Linked DNA regions of Mus musculus: region 1 is linked to region 2. Evidence: chromatin contacts called from public promoter capture Hi-C data. All regions are on one chromosome and are shown on one strand. The core of a region is the stretch at or near the end of the contact, and the rest is flanking DNA. Distances in the headings are between cores, read along the strand shown. Region 1 holds the start of Suz12 (SUZ12 polycomb repressive complex 2 subunit). Region 2 holds the start of Nufip2 (nuclear fragile X mental retardation protein interacting protein 2).

What was found. Promoter capture Hi-C pulls out the DNA fragments that hold promoters and counts their contacts.
Region 1: a promoter capture Hi-C map of pre-B cells shows a contact between it and region 2, with 2.2 times the contacts expected there. The contact joins the promoter of Suz12 here to the promoter of Nufip2 in region 2.

What each region holds. Positions count from the first base shown.
Region 1 is chr11:79,991,541-79,995,146 of GRCm38.p6, reverse strand. It overlaps Suz12 (SUZ12 polycomb repressive complex 2 subunit), which reads right to left and starts at 2,041. Exons shown (of 16, transcript NM_199196.2): 1 at 1,548-2,041. The coding sequence starts at 1,827.
Region 2 is chr11:77,684,721-77,688,452 of GRCm38.p6, reverse strand. Nufip2 (nuclear fragile X mental retardation protein interacting protein 2) reads right to left here and starts at 2,314. Exons shown (of 4, transcript NM_001024205.2): 1 at 1,946-2,314. The coding sequence starts at 2,225.

The DNA of each region.
Region 1 (3,606 bases), core at 792-3,291, 2.3 Mb before region 2:
ATTAGTATTGTAAAATTCTATCTTAAACTCATAACAGCTTCCAAAAACATTTTTCCCCAAAACAATTTTTAATGCTTAAAATTTAAATTATTATAAAGGGCTTAGGTTAAATAGTTGAAATATATCTTCCTACAACTCCCCCATTCCAGTAATATTAGATAACTACCAGAATCACATTTCTTTAAGACATGGTAATGTAATTACAAATACCTATATTAATAATTACATTAAGAACTTAATGTCTAGAAACTGAATTAAGTATTAGGGGTAAAAAAAAGATCTAACTCTTAATGGTAACTGTTTTCTTGCAAGTGGATTTCATTGAAAGCTAGTAGTTAAAACCTTCCTAGAGGATTGGTTTTCTCATAACATTTAGAAAGTTTTAAATTTCCAATTAATCTTCAATTTAGTTTTAGTTTCAAGTTAAAGTAAAAGGAGATGAGATGTCTTAGAAGAGGTACAAACAAGTGTATTTATTCTCATTACTGTCCTTCAGTTCTGATTATATTTAAAAGCTTTTCAGATTTTTGTAAAAGTATATTAAGCAAAAGAATAACGATCTCTGAAGCATGACCAATTATCTGTTTCAATATTCAAAAATCGAAATGATTTGTATTAAATTCCAATAAGAATTTCACGAAGAATCAATGAAAATGAAGGAAGAGTATTAAAACAATGTAAAACGTCTTTCCAAGCACAGCTGATACCAAAGCCCATAACATATGCCACGGATATAGTGTAAATAAAGAGATTCAACGGCAAAGCTGACTTCATTCAAGTTGCCGTAAAATACCCAGCTAGAAGATTGCTAAATTCCACTATCTACACAAAAGAGGTGCAAAACCATCAGGATATAATGCCCACTTAGTAACAATTTTATTTATAGTCATAATGTTTATAAATTCTATTGTTTGTTTCCAGGCACTGTGTGATCCCCTTTCCAAAAAAGTCAGTTTCGCCCTCCACGCATCTTTTAAAACGAAAAACCGGGATTTAAAAAAAAAATGTTCTGGAATTAAGAAACAACTCCAAGGTTGTCCACGGAGAGGACGCTTGCCCCATTCTGTCTCTCTCAGTCTACGCACCCATAAAATGGGCGGAAAGGTTTGAAAAGCTTAAAAGGTTTCAAATGCTGCGTGTTCACTCACACGCAGCCAGAGTGGGTACGAACGCATTTCAGACCCATGACAATTTCCTCGGCTTTACAACACTCATCTCCGGACAGGCTGTGTCTCGTCCCCCCGAAACCTACAACTATAATCCCTGTACTTGTGGAGTAAGGAAGACACAAACGAAAACACCAACTCGTCTCGGGATCTATATGCGCTCAGTTCAACCGTCACGTCCCCACCTCCAAGGCTGCTCTGAACCTGGGGGCCCCGGGGCGACCCTTCCGGGAGTCAGGGACCTGCTCGGGACCCCGGCGTTCCCCAGCGAGTCCTCCCTCCACTCCCAAAGCAAGTGGACTCTCCGAGAACCCGGCGGAGTGCCCCGTGCCCCGAACGCCGGAGAGGGGCACCCCTGCCCTCGAAGCCGCTCACACTCACTCTCAAAGGCCTGGAGGAAAAGCTCGTGGTCAGCCTGGACGTGCTCCATTTTCGGCTTCTTCACCGGCAACACCGCGGCCCCCGCCGCCGCCGCCGCGGCCGCCGCCGAGGAGGAGGAGGCCGAGTAACTGCCGCCGCCTCCACAGCCCCCGCCGCCGGATTTGCCGCCCGAAGCCGCCGCCGCCACCGCCGCCGCCGAACCCCCGAAGCCGCCTCCCCCGGACCCCGCGCTGGGCCCCGAGCCGCCCCCTCCCCCACCGCCGTGCTTCTGAGGCGCCATCGCGGTTCCTGCCTCCTCCCCCCGCCAGCTACCCGCCGGGCGGCCCCGGAGAGTGAGCGCGCCTGCTACACCAACCGCTCGCCCCAGCAGGCTCCAGCGGACCGAGGGGGGAAGGAGGAGAGAGGGGAGGAGAGGGGAAGGGAAGGGAGGAGGAGAGGAGGGAAGGAGGGAGGAAAAAAAAAAAGTGTCTCCTCCGAGCCCCGCTCCGCTTCGGAGGCCGCTCACCCTACCCTGGCCTCGCTCCGCCCACTTTCCCCGCCCGGCGCTCTGATTGGCCGGCGGGAGCGCGCGCCGCCGGGCCGCCCAGCCCGTTGGTCCGCAGAGTCCCCCGTCAGTCACGCGGAGGCGCTTCTCGCGGAGGCGCGGCTTGGTTGGCCCGTGCGCGCTGCCGACCGCGGGCCCGGACGCCTCTTTGAACTGAATTCGCGGGAAAATGAGGGGTCGGAGCGGCCTTCCTGCTCGTCCCGGTGCATTGTGGGCAGAGGGGGACTCGCGAGCGGCTTTGGGAGCCGTTTCTCGCCTTGAGAGCTTCGTCAGTCGCCGCCCCCAGGGGGGCAGAGGTCCCCTGGAGAGAGAGGCGGGTGACTGAGAAACTGAAGGCGAAGGGGCCTTTGAAAGGAGCGGAGGTCCACCGCGGATCCCGAGACTGTGTGGTCTCAGGAAGTGACCTGCCCCGGGGGTGCTGTGTGCTCAGTCTCATCTCCACTGAGGCAGGAGGAGATCGGATCCCCTGGCCGCCACGTGCCCCAAGCCACCCATGGCCGAAATCCCCTAGCGCAGCCACTGGGTTGTCGGACGTGAAGGGCTCGCCTACGAAAGGGAGCGACCTATTTTGTGGCGGCCGTTTCTCAGAAATTAAGGAGACTTGGTTTTGTTTTGTTAAGTGATGTGAGGTTTTGGGATTCTGTGGAATTGGGTTGTGGCTTCTCAACACGATGCGAGCAAAGTAGATACTTCATTTTCTCTGAGACAAATAGGTGATTCGAAGTAAAGACATTTCTTGAAGTTTTATTTATTGTACTGCCAAAAGCTTGTGAGGAACGCTGTGTTTTGAGTGTCTTGTTTAAAAAGATAGATAAACTGGGCGGTGGCGCACGCCTTTAATCCCAGCACTCCAGAGGCAGAGGCAGGCGGATTTCTGAGTTCAAGGCCAGCCTGGTCTACAAAGTGAGTTCCAGGACAGCCAGGGCTACACAGAGAAACCCTGTCTCGAAAAACCAAAAAAAAAAAAAAAAAAAAAAGATAAACAGACCCGACCTAAGTCTGTTGGTACAAATTGGCTTACTCTGAATAACTTGGATTTCAAGTTAGACAAAATAACCAGCTTATATTGCTTATATTTTAACTTTCTAAAAATGTTTTTATGCTCGGTGGTGGTGGCACACACCTTTAATCCCAGCACTTGGGAGGCAGAGGCAGGCAGATTTCTGATGCGAGCCTGGTCTACAAAGTGAGTTCCAGGACAGCAAGGGCTATACAGAGGAACCCTGTGCCTAAGTCTACACCAAGGTCGTATGCTGCGGTCCTTACAGCCAAAAGAGGATGTTGCCTCTCCTGGAAATGGAGTCACAGGTGGTTGTGAGGCCTAGGGTGGGTGCTAAGAATCAAATAGAGATCTCTGAGAGAGCAGCCAGTGCTCTCAACTGCAGAGCTGTAAGTCCAACCCCACGTTATGTTTTATATTAAGAAGAAACTTTAGAATGCTCTCATTATACTAGTCTGTATTTAAGAATATTTCTTACTGCAAAATAGGTATATGGTGGGTTTTTTTCCCCCTTA
Region 2 (3,732 bases), core at 1,065-3,564:
ACAATTAAACACTTCTGCTCTATCATCAGTCCCTACTACCCTACAAAAGAAAATCTGATATCCACTCAGCTCTGCCTTCAAAGTTATATTGTCTACAGTAAGTTTTTCACCAGTAACTTACTTGTATTACTTGAAAGACTAAGTTTAACACTTCTTTCTTCATTCCCTTTTCAGTTAAAAACAAAACAAAACAAAACAAAACGTGTGAATATATAAACTTTGATGCTTATTTTAAGTAGCTCAAGGCTCCACATTTAATGTTAAATAATACTCAGTTAGGGGATGGAAGTCGGTTTTAAAATGCACCAAAACGCCTCTTAACCACCAAAAAGGTCTTGTCCAAGGTAAAGGGCTGGTGACAACCACATGGACAAGTCACTTCCAGTTCATAGTTAAAGAAACAGGAAAGCCAAAACTGCCCGTGTTGTCCCACCCATTAGAGCATCGGATTAATCCCTCCCACAAAGTCACTACCCAGCTCAGAAGTTTAGGTGTTCGGTGGAAAACGAATGGAACAAAGTTTGAGAGGTTGTTCCCCAACCCCCCCCCATTTTTTTTTTTTTTTTTTGGGTAGGAAATGCGCTGCTATAAAGAAAAAAGGCCTAAGTGAAAAAGCCTCCGAGGCGGAGTCGTGAGCGAACCTGGCAGGAGATGAGATTCCTGTGGCAGAGAAACTCGTGACCCGGGAGCTTGGTTCCCGCTGGGTACCCCACCCGGCCTCAGGCACCGCCTCTCCCCAAAACGAATCCCCCTCGCCCCTCGCAGGCCAGCGGAACGCTACGGCCACGGCCGCCGCCCGGGCCTCCTTCCCCCTTCAAGCTCCTCTTCAAGGCCCGCTCCCCGCCCGCGCCTCCCGCCGCACCCGGGAGCGGGAAACGCGGCCGTCGGGCGCGCGGGGCCACGGTGCAGGCCGCTCCCCTCGTGGCCGCTTCCCTCCCCCACCCCAACCGCCCCCGCCCCTCACCCCAGGGACCCGCCCGGGGCCGCGCGGCCGCCACCGGGTTACACAACCCCGGCGCGGCGCGGCGCGGAGGGGGAGGGGCGGCGGGCGGCGGCCGCCCGCAGTGCGGGGGGGACCCGGAAAAGGGCCGCAGAGGGTCCCGGGGCAGCCGGGCCGGCGTGCCGTGTGGCCTTCGGCACCCTTCCCCCTCCGCTCCTCCGCCGGCCGGAGTCGGTGACAGGAATCAGCTTCCAACATGGCGGACAGGAAGCGGCCCCGCGAGGAGGAGAGAACATTCCAGCCTCGCCGGCTCCGAGGCGAGCGGGCCAGGGGCGCCGGCCTGCGGAGAAGCCCTCGCGGACAGACAACGGGGTCCGGACGCGCAAGACGGGCGTTTAGGGGTGGAAATGACCCGAGGGACGATAGGGTCCCCCACACACCCAGACGGCAAACCCCAAGGCCACAGGTGGGCTCGGGGCGGCGGGTGAGCGAGGACGCTTCCTCAACTTAGCCCTCAGCCCCGCTCGTCGCCGCCTGCAAGCGGCTCTCGCGACACCACCCGCATCAGGATGGATTCACTAGGCCTGAATTACATACACCTCGGGGGAATTTTTTATTTTATTTTTTTAGGGCGGCTGAGTTTCACCCCCTTCTTAGGGGCCCCCACATTCAGGCAACTCCAGGGCCCGCACTAGAGGGGAAAAAGAAGATGAAGGCTGGACTTCCAAGGCCGAGGGCACAGCTCTGCCTCCGGCCGGCCGGGGCGGGGACCGAGGAAGGTCACGCCGGCCTGGCTGGGCCTCTCCCATGCTAAAGGGAAGGAGAGGGCGCTGCAATCCCCACCTCGCGGCCCGGCCCGCGCCCGGGAAGAATGGAAGGGGGCATCCCCGGCCCGGCGGGACGCACACCCGGACCGGGTCCGCGCTTTTCCCATCTAGCCCCACCCCCATCGCTTCCCCCCCCTCCAATCCAGTCCCCCTTCCCCCACCGCCCTCCCTCTCAGACCTGTTTTCTTCTTCGGCGTTTCCTGGTGCTGCTGGAGGGTGTGTTTCTGCTCATGTTTCAGCGGCTTGGGCTGGGCCTTGGGGCTGCCCTCGGCTCCATGCTGCAGGTATTGGTGAGGCTGCTGGTGATGGTGGTGGTGGTGGTGGTTGTGGCTGTGGTTGTAGAAATAATAATGGTGGTGGTGGTGCGACTGCTGCTGCTGCTGCTGCTGGGGATGATGGTGCGGATGGTGGTGGCTGTGATGGTGCTGAGGCTGTGGCTGGCCGGGCTTCTCCTCCATTGAAAGCGGCTGGGACTCCCTGGCTGAGGCTGCGGGCTGCTGCACCGTCAGGATCTGAGACTGCTTCTCCGCGCTCGCTCGGTATATCTGAGCGCGTCTCGCCAGCGCACTGGTTAAGCGAGAGGATCTGCGAGATTGGCAGCCGTGCTCCAGCAATGAGGAGCCACGCTGCGCGTCAAGCCCCGCCCCTAGCTCAAATCCTCTTCCCTTCCCCTTCGCCACCGCCGCCTGGCCAACGCCACTTACCCTATGCAACCTCACAGGGCCGGGCCTTCAACGTCAGCATTATGGCTCTCTCTTCTATCGCTTTCTCTCCTTCACCACGCAGTTAGCGAACAGCACTTTCTACACTCCTCACACCGAGCAAGCTGATGTCGAGTGTAGCAGATTCCACTGACGATTCTACTGGCGCTAGGAGCCATCTGTTGGTTTTGCACCTCCTAGAATGTGTTGGGTTGTGAGTGTGTGTGTGTGTGTGTGTGTGTGTGTGTGTTTAATTCTTTTCCGGGTAGCCAGAGAGGAAAGCTCAATTTCCTTAACCCTTAAACCACGAAGGGGGCAATTCAAAAAAGAGGAAATAAATACATTTTTAAGAATACAAGAGCTTCACAACTCGATAGATCGTTTTCGTATTCTGGATTCATTTTGCTTTGTATTCATATGCTAATCTCTTCCTTTCCACGGAGGGATTATAGGGTTCCACAATAGGGTATCTGTGTAATTTTCTAAAAGGGGACAAAGGGCTTAAATCATTGTTTCTTTGTAGTTGAAAGCAAGAGAGAGGGAGGAATGAAAAAAATCTACACTGAAGTTTTTTGGGTGTTTTTGTTGTTTTTTTAATCAAACACTGCAGGTGAGGTCAACTATGGAACCAAAATAGATTTTAGACTAAGACTTTCAAAAGTGAAATAAAGGAGAAAGGAACCCTTTAAAAGTTCTTAAGGTTTGGGTTTTTAAAACATTTTTGTATTAAATTTAAGGAAAACATTGAAATGTAAAGGTGTATTTGCAATTTATGCTGTTAATTTAACCTGTTATGATAGGAAGAAGGTTGTGATAAGCACAGACACGGGGTACCCTCGAAATATATATTTGGGGGACTTGGCTAGGAGTTTTGTTTGTTTTGGACTGGTTTGTTTTTGAAACAGACTATGTAAACCTGATTGGCTTGGAACTACCTAAGTAGAAGTGTCTGGCCAACTAAGAGATTCCCCCTGTTTCTGCCTCATGAATGCTGGGATTAAAGTCCTACACACACCAGCATACCCCAGCCAATGTGCTATTGCTATTACATGAATAATTGCTTTAAAATTCATTAAATTAGATATACATTTGTCTATGTATTATAAGGGATTTTTTTTTTTTTTGGTACAGCCCTGGCTGTCCTGGAACTCACTCCTGTAGACCAGGCTGGCCTCTGCCTTCCAAGTGCTGGGATTAAAGGCATGCCCCACCATCACTGCCCTCCCCCCAAGGGAAAATTTAAATGTAAAGTTTACCATCTTAC